2 separate regions of the Zea mays genome follow, and region 1 is linked to region 2. A link is a contact called in public Hi-C data. All regions are on one chromosome and are shown on one strand. Each heading gives the region's core, a stretch centred on a gene start, on an enhancer-like site or on the middle of the called end of the contact. The rest is flanking DNA. Distances are from core to core; before and after follow the strand shown.

Region 1 (5,945 bases), core at 3,048-5,547, 190 kb after region 2:
TACCGAGGTTCGGTTCTTGCAAACCTACTCCCCGTTGAGGAGGCCACAAAGGCCGGGTCTCTTTCAACCCTTCCCTCTCTCAAACGATCCACGGATCGAGTGAGCTTTCTCTTCTCAATCACTTGGAACACAAAGTTCCCACAAGGACCACCACAAGATTGGTGTCTCTTGCCTCGATTACAAGTGAGTTTGATTGCAAAGAATTGATCAAGAAAGAAGAAAGCAATCCAAGCGCAAGAGCTCGAAAGAACACAAGCAAATCACTCTCTCTAGTCACTATGGCGTTGTGGGAATTTGGAGAGGATTTGATCTCTTTGGTGTGTCTAGAATTGAATGCTAGAGCTCTTGTAGTAGTTGGGAAGTGGAAAACTTGGATGCAATGAATGGTGGGGTGGTTGGGGTATTTATAGCCCCAACCACCAAAAGTGGCCGTTGGGAATCCTGTCTGTTCGATGGCGCACCGGACAGTCCGGTGCACACTGGACAGTCCGGTGCCCCCTGCCACGTCATCACTGCCGTTGGATTCTAGCCGTTGGAGCTTCTGACTTGTGGGCCCGCCTGGGTGTCCGGTGCACACCGGACATCTACTGTTCCTTGTCCGGTGTGCCGGAATGGGCGCGCCTGACATCTGCGCGCGCAGAGCGCGCATTAAATGCGCGGCAGAGAGCCGTTGGCGCGAAGATAGCCGTTGCTCCGGAGTCGCACCGGACAGTCCGGTGCACACCGGACAGTCCGGTGAATTATAGCTGACTAGCCGTTGGAGTTTCCCGAAGCTGGCGAGTTCCTGAGGCCGCTCCTCCTTGGCGCACCGGACAGTCCGGTGAATTATAGCGCGAGTGCCTCTGGAAATTCCCGAAGGTGGCGAGTTGGCGTTGGAGTCCTCTGGTGCACCGGACACTGTCCGGTGTACACCGGACAGTCCGGTGCTCCCAGACCAGAGGTCCTTCGGTTCCCACTTTGCTCCTTTGTTGAATCCAAAACTTGGTCTTTTTATTGGCTGAGTGTGAACCTTTTACACCTGTGTAATCTATACACTTGAGCAAACTAGTTAGTCCAATTGTTTGTGTTGGGCAATTCAACCACCAAAATTAATTAGGGACTAGGTGTAAGCCTAATTCCCTTTCAGTTTCGTATAACATACATGTATGCTCCCAATGCTTGCACTCACATGAATACTTTCCGGCATCCACATCAGCCCTTATTTTGAATTGGTGTTGACCCCAAACAATTTTATTTGATCTTGTAGTATGTTTAACCACCCAATCATTTACACCACCCTCTGTATCACGGTCTATTCGGTATGCAGTTGCATATTTTACGGTCTCCTGGAACCTTGTCATCACAGCTCTAGTGTATGCCCTTGCAACTCTTATTTCAAACATATACAATGTAACTGTATCCTTTTGACCCTGCAAATTACATAATATATTATTAATACCGTTTTGTTTTTAATAGCATAAAACATATGTTTATCATTTTTTCACTTACCATGCATCCTAGTGCCTCTTTGGTCTCTTTCATCTTCCTACTATGCAGGAGCTTCATCATTTGCTTTGCAAATTGATGAAGCGGTGTGTTTGCATCCACGTGGGCACTCTTCACCAGCTTGTTCATGCTCTCGCTTTGTTGTGTAGAGACCATAAGACCACAATAGTCTCCTTTGAAAAATGCAGGTACCCAATCTTTGCGTATTTCATATAATCTGACAAGGGTGTTGTTCTCGTGTAGCTGGAAATCATTTAGCATCATTTGCCAGGCAGCCTCGAACTCCATTTCATTCAATGGATGATGTATTATAGATTGGAACCTTGTTTTGAAATCCATCTCCTCAAATCTTGCATACAATTCATTCAAGTGGGGCATATACCTGTTTTGCACATGCCACAAACACAATCGATGTATTGTGTTTGGGAATACTCTGCCTAGTGCGATTGGCATAGCAGGGTCTTGATATGAAATAGATAAATTTACATAACATTATGCAAGCCAATATGATATCATATAGTACGTGCCATAATAAATACGAGCCATTTATTACAACATACCTGTCAACATCACTCGTGGTCCGTCACATCCCATGAATGTTTTGAACGTATTGAAGACCCACTCGAATGTATCAACTGTCTCGTCTCCTAGTAAAGCAAACCCAAATATTGTGCATTGTAGGTGGTGGTTCGAGCCAACAAACATGCCTAATGGCTTATCATACATATTAGTCTTATGTGTAGTATCAAAGGTAACTGCATCACCAAAATCAATGTACTCGGCTTGCTGGCTAGCATGGGACCAAAATATGCTTAAATCTTCCCTTCTTTGTCCAGTTGAAAGTCTGCAAAAATTGTGGATTATCTTTCTTGCATAATGAAAAAAAAAGATAACAGCTTCGACACATCATTTGCATTTTTCCCCTTTGCCATGCTTTTTCTGTCAAAAAATGTAATGATTATGCACTATATCTAACTCAACACATTACGATTGTTTCTGTAATATATAATACAATTATTGTCAATGCATAATACACTTACAGGTTACTCATGTCCTGCACGGTTATTGGAACGTTTTCTGGACCACCATGCATTTCTGTAACAAAATCCATAATGCAATGTTGTGGAATCCTGCTTTCTTGCATCGCACTAAGGAACTCCATATATTCACGATCATGCGTTTTGTTGCATTGCAATTGCCCTTTTTCTGTATCTTTCTTCAAGAATTCATGATTATGCTCATAGTTTACCAGATCAATCCGGACGGAAATAACATTCTCTTTAGCATCATCGTAGATTTTTTTAAGTTTCACCCCAGCCTTGCATTGTGTTCATTTCGAACATGTGTTACATATCCTTGGATTTCCAGCTACCCTTTCAGCATTCTTTCCTTCCATTGAACAATTCAACCATTTACAATTCTTCCGCTCCCTATATTTCTTCAACGGAAATCCAACCTCGTATGCATATTGACTATAAAAATTATACGCCTCGTCCACGTTACTAAATGTCATACCGACTTTAGGTATCAATCTTATATCAATATTGTCCGGCTGCGCACAGAAATTTAACATTTACGATTCAATAGCGACTAAATCTAACGTAATATAGGTACAACATTACAAAGAAGTATGTAAGAAAATAAGAGTATCATATTTGGGAGAACTTACATGGCTTTGAAGAATATGAGGTGTGTCCTGTTCATGTGGCCCAATATGTCTCATGGGGATGTGCTTCTCTGCGCCGACCACGTCTGCCGTTTTTGTGTGCTCATCGATATGTCCAGGTGCCCTCAATGCCGCCGGGGGAGTAACGGAGACACCCTCTGTGTAACCGGCGATCGCAGACGCTACAGGATGCATGTCCATTGAAATAGACGTACCTATTGGCTTATGCACAGACGATACATGTGGCATGTCATCGCCAGCGCTGGTGCTGGACATTTTCTCGCCGCTAATCGCCGGCCGGTCCTCTCACTTCCGCCGCCGCTAACCGCCGCCAATATCTCAGATACGAACGTGGACGAGCGACTGTAAATTTGTATTTGTTTCCTCCCGTAACTGCGCCTTTATTTACGCGAACGAAGAACACGTCTTTCCTTATCTCAAACCTGTGGAGATTTAAATGTTGCATGGTTTACGCTATCATGTTACACAACGTTATGCAGTCGTAACCGGTAAGCACATAGAAATATTCGTTCCCGTGATTCGTGGCATAAAAGATTCTATTTATGCATGAGTTATGCACGTTTCTACATATATTTATGCGTGTGTATATCGCATGTCGCGTCTCAGCCGGGATACGTGGCTATCCTATGCATGGCTGACGCAAGCTGGCGTACAGTAGGCCGAACGTGACCGATCGGCGTCCTGACTAGGGCTTCGCCCACTAACGGAACCCAGGGCTTCCATTACCTCTTCCATATATATATATATAGTTGTCATGTAATTGTTGTGCACAAACATTTTGTAAAATACTTTGTGTTCTATTGCAACGCACAGACACATAACTAGTGAAATGTTATTTTCATGCGAGCTCATATATATATAAATGTTATGATTTTTTTTAAACAAGCTTGCATATAAAGAAAACTCCGCCAATTCAAATGCGGCAACTCATGTTACTGCCAGATCAATCGACGGATACTTCTGGCCACTTCAATTGGCAGCAGCAGTATAGTTTTATACTAACCTTTTCGATCCACACAAATATTTCGGCATAAATCAAATTTAAAATAAAAAAGATCTTAAACATTTCGTGTCCCTTTGTTTCCTCCCCAGCTGAGCCTGCGCCTGTACTCTGATGGGCCAGCCCACTAACCGTTCAGCGGCAGAGCCCGTTATTTCGCCACTTCAGCGCCCCACACTTGCGCCGCAGCAGTAGAAGGTAGAACACCTTCTTGACCCGAATTCAATCCGTGCGCACGCACCCTCCGCCGGCGACGGCTCACGCATCGCTCGGCGCCCGCCCCGCGTCCCCGAGGCGACGACCGGCAGAGCGCGCTCTCGCGGCGCTACCCGACACCTGCGACGAAACGCCCCGAGTCCACTAGTCGAGGAGTGCGTCGACGCAGGGGCTCGGGAACGCGGTGTCGCCATCGCGGAGCCCTAGCGAGATCGTCGGGAAGGTCCGAAGGCGAGCACGTGTTTGTGTAACCTTTCTCCCCTTCTTCCCTTTGCCGGCCGGCCCTTCAGCGGCGACAAGTGCCCACCAGGTATGCCCAACGGCCACCTTCCCTGCTGTTCGAAACCGAGCTGCCAAACCCTATTGTAAACCATTTGTATTCGGATCTGATCTAATTACACCTGTTATGCCTACTAACTTAGATTTTTTTTTTTCTAATAAAAAAATTGTCGTCCCCTGATTCGGATGTCTATTTAGGCGGTGGTTTACGTTGAGCTGAGGAGTGAGGAAGATGTCTGGAAATGTGAGTCCCTCCTGCTTCGACTTGGACCAAGCGGGGAATCTCTCTTGATGTGCGGAGGTCCGTGGTGCATTCCATCTGATCTCTTGTATTCTGTGTGCAGCCAGTCGGCGTCGACAACACTTCTAGGAGGAAATTTGACAAGGAAGAGTACTTGGAGAGAGCTCGACAGAGGGAGCAGAGGGAGAAGGTAATAGTGGGTCTTATTCCTTTTAAATTTTGTCAAGACCGAACAAAACTACGACCATACTTCTCTTTGCCTCTATGTATTGCTTACTTCAGTCTGCATTTGTCTTTCACTGATCCAGGATGAAGCTCGGAAAGGCAAGGGTACGTGGTCTAACTTTTAGCTCAATAAATCTGTATCGATACCAGTTTCTGGCACTCTATGAAACTTGATTCCTTTCAATTATGAGTGCAGAAAGGGGTCCTCCTGTGCAAAGACAGCCTTTGAAACACAGGGACTATGAAGTTGATCTTGATTCTCGTCTTGGCAAGACTCAGGTTTGTAAATATCTTACTACACTTTGTGCATTTACCATGCCTTTTCTATGTTACTTCAATTCTTCGTGCTGTAAGAGATACTTCATCAATTAGTTCTTCCCTCATTTTCTTTTCTCTAGTTTCATCAGTATTTTTGTGGATTCTTTTGTTACTGTTAAATGAGTTGGAAAACTGTGTAGTGTGTACAAGGCAGATATGTTGCTAATGGACATGATTGTCTCTGACTTAGTGACTTCGATATGCAGGGGTAAGACAACCCTAGACATTATATTAAGAAGACCTTCTCACGCAGGTCGAGAAAACCCTTGAACCCCTGCCCCACCCATACACAGCTGCACCGTAGCCCATGTGAGAAACGACCGCGATCGGGCCTTAGACCTGTGCTTTGATGTGGGACGGGCGAAGAGATTTTAACCACAACCTGAAATTCGCTCCCACAAGGAGTCGAATCTAGGACCTGAGGAGTGTTACTCAAACCACCTAACCAACTTGGCTAGAGGCCCTTTCGCGATTGTCTCTGACTTCATTCAGTC
Region 2 (5,940 bases), core at 1,303-3,802:
AAGGGCGCCAAATATTCTAGTAGGGTAGATTTGCCACTCTAACAAAAAGTCATTAACCAATTGCAACTCTTACAAACAGTATTAATTATTTGCCACTCTTATCGTTAACTTCTTAAATAATTGCCATCTAATCCCATTTAAGCATCCTAATCCAAGTCTTAGCCTCTAAGATGGATCCAAACAAATAGACAACAGGATTGTACGAGCAGCAACACACGTACGAGCAGCAACACACGTACTAACTGCAATTTGAACCATTGTTAGCTGTCAAGCACTCCTTCAACTAGCAGACACCTCCGCAGGACACTCCACAACATGCTAGTCAAGCCTCGTGAATATCTGGCTGACCTTTTCTTCACCTCTTCATTCACTTACATATTCAAATGACAACCAGACAATATTATAATGACAACTCAATTTATTTCAAAAAGTATCCTTACATTAACTTCAATGATAACTCAATTTATTTCGCAAATCATCCTTACAGTAACTTCAATGAGAACTCAATTTATTTCAAAAGCATCCTTACAGCACTGAAAGAACTGTAATTACAAATATCACCAAATAAATGAAACAATCCAAATATTGACAACACAAATATGTAAACAAGATGCATCCCTTCAGAATCATTAACAATTTTGTCCACCACTTGCAGTTCTTGCATGTAACTCCTCAAAGGTATCACCATCCGACGGTCGTCTTTCACCTGCCCAAACATCAACAAGACAAGAACAAAAGTGTTGTTGCATCAACATGAACTTATTAACATGAACAAAAAAAAGGTGATATCAACACCACACCTGACTTAGTATCATGTTCAACTTGGACAATCGGTTTCCTCCTAGGTGTTAGCTTCTTTCCAGAAGATGAAGCAAATTGAGCCCATTCTTGGGACTCATTAGTTCCCTCATGTAGTTGCAAGTCATCTGGTGTCGTGCTTGCATTTTCAACTTGCTCTACAAAAATAGGTCATCTACGTCGTTTTGGTACAGAAGACTCCCCGCGTTGATCATCGTCATCAACATAGATTTTAGGTTTTGCTCCAACCTTTGCATTTACTTTCCTGCACCTCTTCCTACAAAAGTTCAAAATTCACTAACATGTATGTCATTTAAAATAGATTAAGAAGAATTGTTGAGTACCTTGTCTTCGCGCCTGTGTATCGACACTTTGCACTTCCTGTTCTGTGGCCATACTCACCACATACACCACACTTTGACTGTCTTGTAGCTTTTACTTTTCCCTTATCAAGCCTGCATTGACAATCACATCTTATCAAGCCTGCATTGACAATCACACTCACAGTCAGTTCAGCATTGTTAATAAGACTAATTGACAATCACACTCACATATTTTAACAACTCACCCAGGTGGGAGATGTTCAAAAAAAAATATCATCAGGCAATTTGCCCCATTTGCTAGAAGTGACACCCTCCAATGAGATATCCTATATGCACCACACAATATGATAAAATACATATGAATCAATTCATCATAGAACCAAAGCAACGTTGAATTCAGTGATAGAAACCTGCACGTTGCTAGTGGTGACATTTGCAGAACCAGAGAATTCTTCATCAAAGTCCTTCTCATTGCCATCTGCCATCTGTGGCACTACAAAACATAATCAACAATAATCGCATTAAACTATGCCCAAGTACTCTATATGTTGAAATATCATAGTCCAAATATGATATGCAGCTTGACCGTGAAACAAAAACAGATGCATCTCTTTGTGATAAGCTAATAAACCAAAACGAAATGATGCGTCCTTGCCAAAGTATCCTATGCATCAGGCTGACCTAAGACATGAAGAGGCTCATGCATCATCTGTCATGGATCGATGATTATTTGCAAGGTTTCCTCTTACGATCAACATTGAAACATTAACAGTAGGCAGACCAAAACGCATTTGCACAACAGAACAAAAATCTCTTCTTCTGCCTGCAACATCCATAAGAACAACGAGGCTACAACCAAGAACAGATGAAAGAATCCAGGAGCTGAATCTTCCCAGACAGATCCAATCCAAGCACAGGAGAAGATGGGAAAGCACGAGGACGCAATGAATCACCTGAGTGGGGCGGGTGCGGGAGGAGCTGGGTGCCGCCTGGGGGTGGGGGGTGCGAACGGAAGTGGACGCCTTGTCTCCGGCGGGCGCAGCGCTGGGCGGAGACGGATGGCTCCAGTCACTGAACTAACTTTCGATTTGTTTGGATCTAGTGATCCTATTCTTACGGTGAGATTCAATTAGGATGGTTAAATGGGATTAAATGACAATTATTTAAGAGGTTAACGATAAGAGTGGTAAATATTTAATACTATTTGTAAGAGTGGCAATTGGTTAATGACTCTTTGTTAGAGTGGCAAATCTTTAGGGCTCGTTTGGCAGCCTGGTTTCCCTCCGGGATCCCGACCCAACCCCCTGGTCACGAATCCACGGGCTCAAATCTCCCCCGGGGGGAAAATTTGCATTTGGCTGCCCATTTCCCGGGCCCGATTCGCGTGAGGTCGGGCAGGAAACCCTCGCCCATCGCGGCGTCGCGGATAATGGCAAAATTGCTAATGGCTCCTCGCCCAGCCGCCGCCTCCGCCCCTCACCCAGCCGCCGCCTCCGCCCCTCACCCGCCGCCTCTCCGCCTCTTCCTCCCCTCCCCCTCCCATCGTGATCGCCCCCCTCGACCTCTCCCACCTGCCGCCATACGGCACTTCCACCCGACCGGCTTGTAGTTGGAGAGCGCCGCCACGAGCGGCACCGACGACGACGACATCGTGGGCATCTGCACGGCCGTGCACGGGCTGCACGCGTAGCACAAGCCGCGGCAGCTCGGCGGGCTCGACCCCAGCCGCACCTTCTCCTCCTCCTCCTTCGCCGCCGCCGCTCCGTCGTCGCCCTGCTGCCGCACCATTGATCCGTTAGCGTGGCACAACATTAACTCCGGCCAAGCACCCACCTGGACTGTAAGTCCCGATCCAACTCCTACCGCCTCTCCCGATGACTCTATCCATGTGATTACTTTTCTTGATGTTGTTTAGGCGCTGTAAATTTTGCACAAAGTGCTACCTGATGTTGTTTAGGCGCTATAAACTCTTTACTAATGAGTTAACTATTCATGAAAGAGCTGAGTGTCGTAGCTTATGGTATGAAAGAGCAAGAAAATTCTGTATTATTCTGGTTTTGGATGTTTTGCACTCATGAACAGCATCATCATCAGTAGCTTCAGTTCCAGATGATATGTAACATGAGTTGATTCTTGCAGTGCCGCTTTATATGTAGCTTTCGTGAAAACGTGAAAAAATTTGGACAGCTCTGCTATGTAACATGAGTTGATTCTTGCAGTTCTGATATGTAACACGAGTTGATATGTAAAGGACAGCTCTGCTATGTAACATGCTATGCAAGAATTCTGATATGTAACATGAGTTGTTAACTTTGCACAAAGTGCTACCTGATATTGACAATGTGAAAAAATTTGGACCATATTTATTAAAAAGCTGTGCAAGTGTTAAACACTAGCTCATATTGTTTGAAGTAGGGTACTCATTTATTTACTGTCCTGACATAGAACTCTACTCTATGACTGGTTTTACTTGAAGTTGAATTCTTAACCAATGTGGTATACTCTGGAGTAGATATAGAAATAGAAAAGCTGCTTAGGTATTTAAATATTGCTCATGTGTTCGTTTGAAATGGGCTGCTCACCAGTTATGCGTTTCATGTGTTTCCATTCATTCATGTGTTTCCTCGTTGATTAAAAACTGCATTTGTATGAAATGGGCTGCTCACCAATTATGTGTTTCATGTGTTTCCATTCATTCATGTGTTTCCTTGTTGATTAAAAACTGCATTTGTATGATTAGTTGGTTTTCTGGCCTTAGATTTGAAGTTAAGAATATGCTGCATTTCTATTTAGTCATGCCCTTGCACTTGGTAATAGATCATAATTTAATGGATCACAAAATTTAATGGATAGGAGCACTTATTAGTTCTATACAGGTGTGCTGATTTATTGTCTTATGTACAGGTTGAAACAATCGCTCACAGGCAACATTATCAGGTAATGTTGATTCTCACTAATGTTGCATAAATCAGTTGTTGCATTTGGTGCTGTTCTCTCACTCCACCAGAAAATGGCACATGAGTAGATGCATTTGGTAGAACTGTGTGGTGACCTTGCATTCCAGAAAAAGATTTTCTAGTGGAGTGAGAGAACAGCACAATCACTTTACCCCTCAACCATACCATGTATGAAATTTTTTATTCTTTCACATTTGAGAATTCCTTGATATGAATCAGCGATGACATTTAATATCTATGGGCCAATTGTGCTTGTATTGATCTGCCAAAATTATACTTAAGGGTTATGTGTTCAAAAGTGATGTAGCTTGTATTGATCTGCCTTGTATTTTACTCACCAGTTTATATATCTTGTGTGATCTGCCAATTATGCTTGTATTTTACTCACTAGTTTATATATCTTGTGCGATACAATGCTTTTTATTTTACTCACCAGTTTATATATCTTGTGTGATCTGCCAATTATGCTTGTATTGATCTGCCTTGTATTTTTAATATATTTGTTCTGCCTTGTATTTGTGTTTTATAATTATCTGTAGTCCATATATATTTCTAAAGTCCATATAATCTGTAGATATTAGATAATGGGCTCAAGGAATGAGATTATGGAGTGTAGAAGGAAGAAAATTCTGAAATTCATGGAAATGGAGGAGGAAGAGGATGAGGAACTATTTTTTATCATCATTCCTAGCATACTCGAAGGACTTAATGAAGAAAAAAGGGCAGTACATACTTCTGAATATACTGGTGCTAAGAAGATTAGAGAAATTTTAGAAGGCCACGAGAATTGGTGTATGAGCGAGTTTCGCATGGAGCCACGAATATTTAAGGCAATAGCTAATTATCTAGGCGGGAGAGGCTTTTGCGCGATACACGCGGAGTCACAATTGAGGAACAATTAGGAATATTTATGTTCATGATATCACACAATGCTAGTAATGGGAGGCTACAGAAGACATTTCAGCATAGTGGCGAAACAATCCATAGACATGTGAAGGCCGTCTTCAATATAATTCCTACCCTCACATGTAGATTTGTCAAACTTCCTACTTCCTTGGAACCTCATCCTAAGATTGCCTCGGACTCCCGATTTTGGCCATTCTTTCAGGTAATACACCATATCAATCAATTTCCTTGACTCTTTCTTCCCATTACCTTTGTCACCCAACACTTTCTTTCCTTTATGTGCAGAATTGTATAGGTGCTATTGACGGTACTCACGTCCCTATCACAATTTCAGAAGAGAAAGCCCCACCATATAGGAATAGAAAAGGAACATTATCCCAGAATGTGATGGTAGCGTGTGACTTCAACTTGAACTTCACTTTTATCTCATGCGGCTGGGAAGGATCCGCATCAGATGCTGGGGTGCTTAAATCCGCTATTAGCAAAGGTTTTCATGTCCCAGAGGGCAAGTTTTACCTTGTCGACGGTGGATACGCAAACACACCATCATTTCTTGCTCCATATCGTGGTGTGAGATACCACCTTGGTGAGTTTAGGTGTAGTATGATGGAATAAGTCTTGAGTCTTGAGCATCTAGAGGACAGCCTGCTTTTGACTGTCCTCTGTAGTCCTTTAGCATCTAGAGGACAGCTTGACTGTCCTCTGTAGTCTCTTTAGCATCTAGAGGACAGCAGTCGCTTTTTGACTGTCCTCTGTAGTCGCTTTAGCATCTAGAGGACAACAGTCGCTTTTGACTGTCCTCTGTAGTCTCTTTAGCATCTAGAGGACAATCCTGTTGTGTAGTGTGTGTGAGAAGGTGTGGTAGTGCAGCCCCTAGGGCTATAAATATGTGTCCCCAACCCCTCTAAGGGTATGGCATTGTGTAGAGTTTGATGAAATAAACAGAAAATTGCCCC

The links. A called contact is a pair of places that touch in the nucleus more often than the background predicts.
Region 1: a contact with region 2 is called in a Hi-C map of tassel, with 2.5 times the contacts expected there. The contact joins the promoter of LOC107275236 here to the promoter of LOC100273925 in region 2. A contact is called at or near these places in 3 of 25 Hi-C or Micro-C datasets (bundle sheath, ear and tassel).

Annotation. Positions count from the first base shown.
Region 1 is chr3:8,487,790-8,493,734 of Zm-B73-REFERENCE-NAM-5.0, forward strand. It overlaps LOC107275236 (C2H2 and C2HC zinc fingers superfamily protein), which reads left to right and starts at 4,298. Exons shown (of 11, transcript NM_001320508.1): 1 at 4,298-4,698; 2 at 4,866-4,911; 3 at 5,012-5,098; 4 at 5,217-5,238; 5 at 5,330-5,412. The coding sequence starts at 4,900.
Region 2 is chr3:8,299,773-8,305,712 of Zm-B73-REFERENCE-NAM-5.0, forward strand. LOC100273925 reads left to right here and starts at 2,553. Exons shown (of 6, transcript NM_001148317.1): 1 at 2,553-2,961; 2 at 4,026-4,058. It overlaps LOC103649655, which reads right to left and starts at 2,238. Exons shown (of 6, transcript XR_563635.3): 1 at 2,075-2,238; 2 at 1,532-1,614; 3 at 1,367-1,447; 4 at 1,143-1,281; 5 at 801-1,075; 6 at 418-706.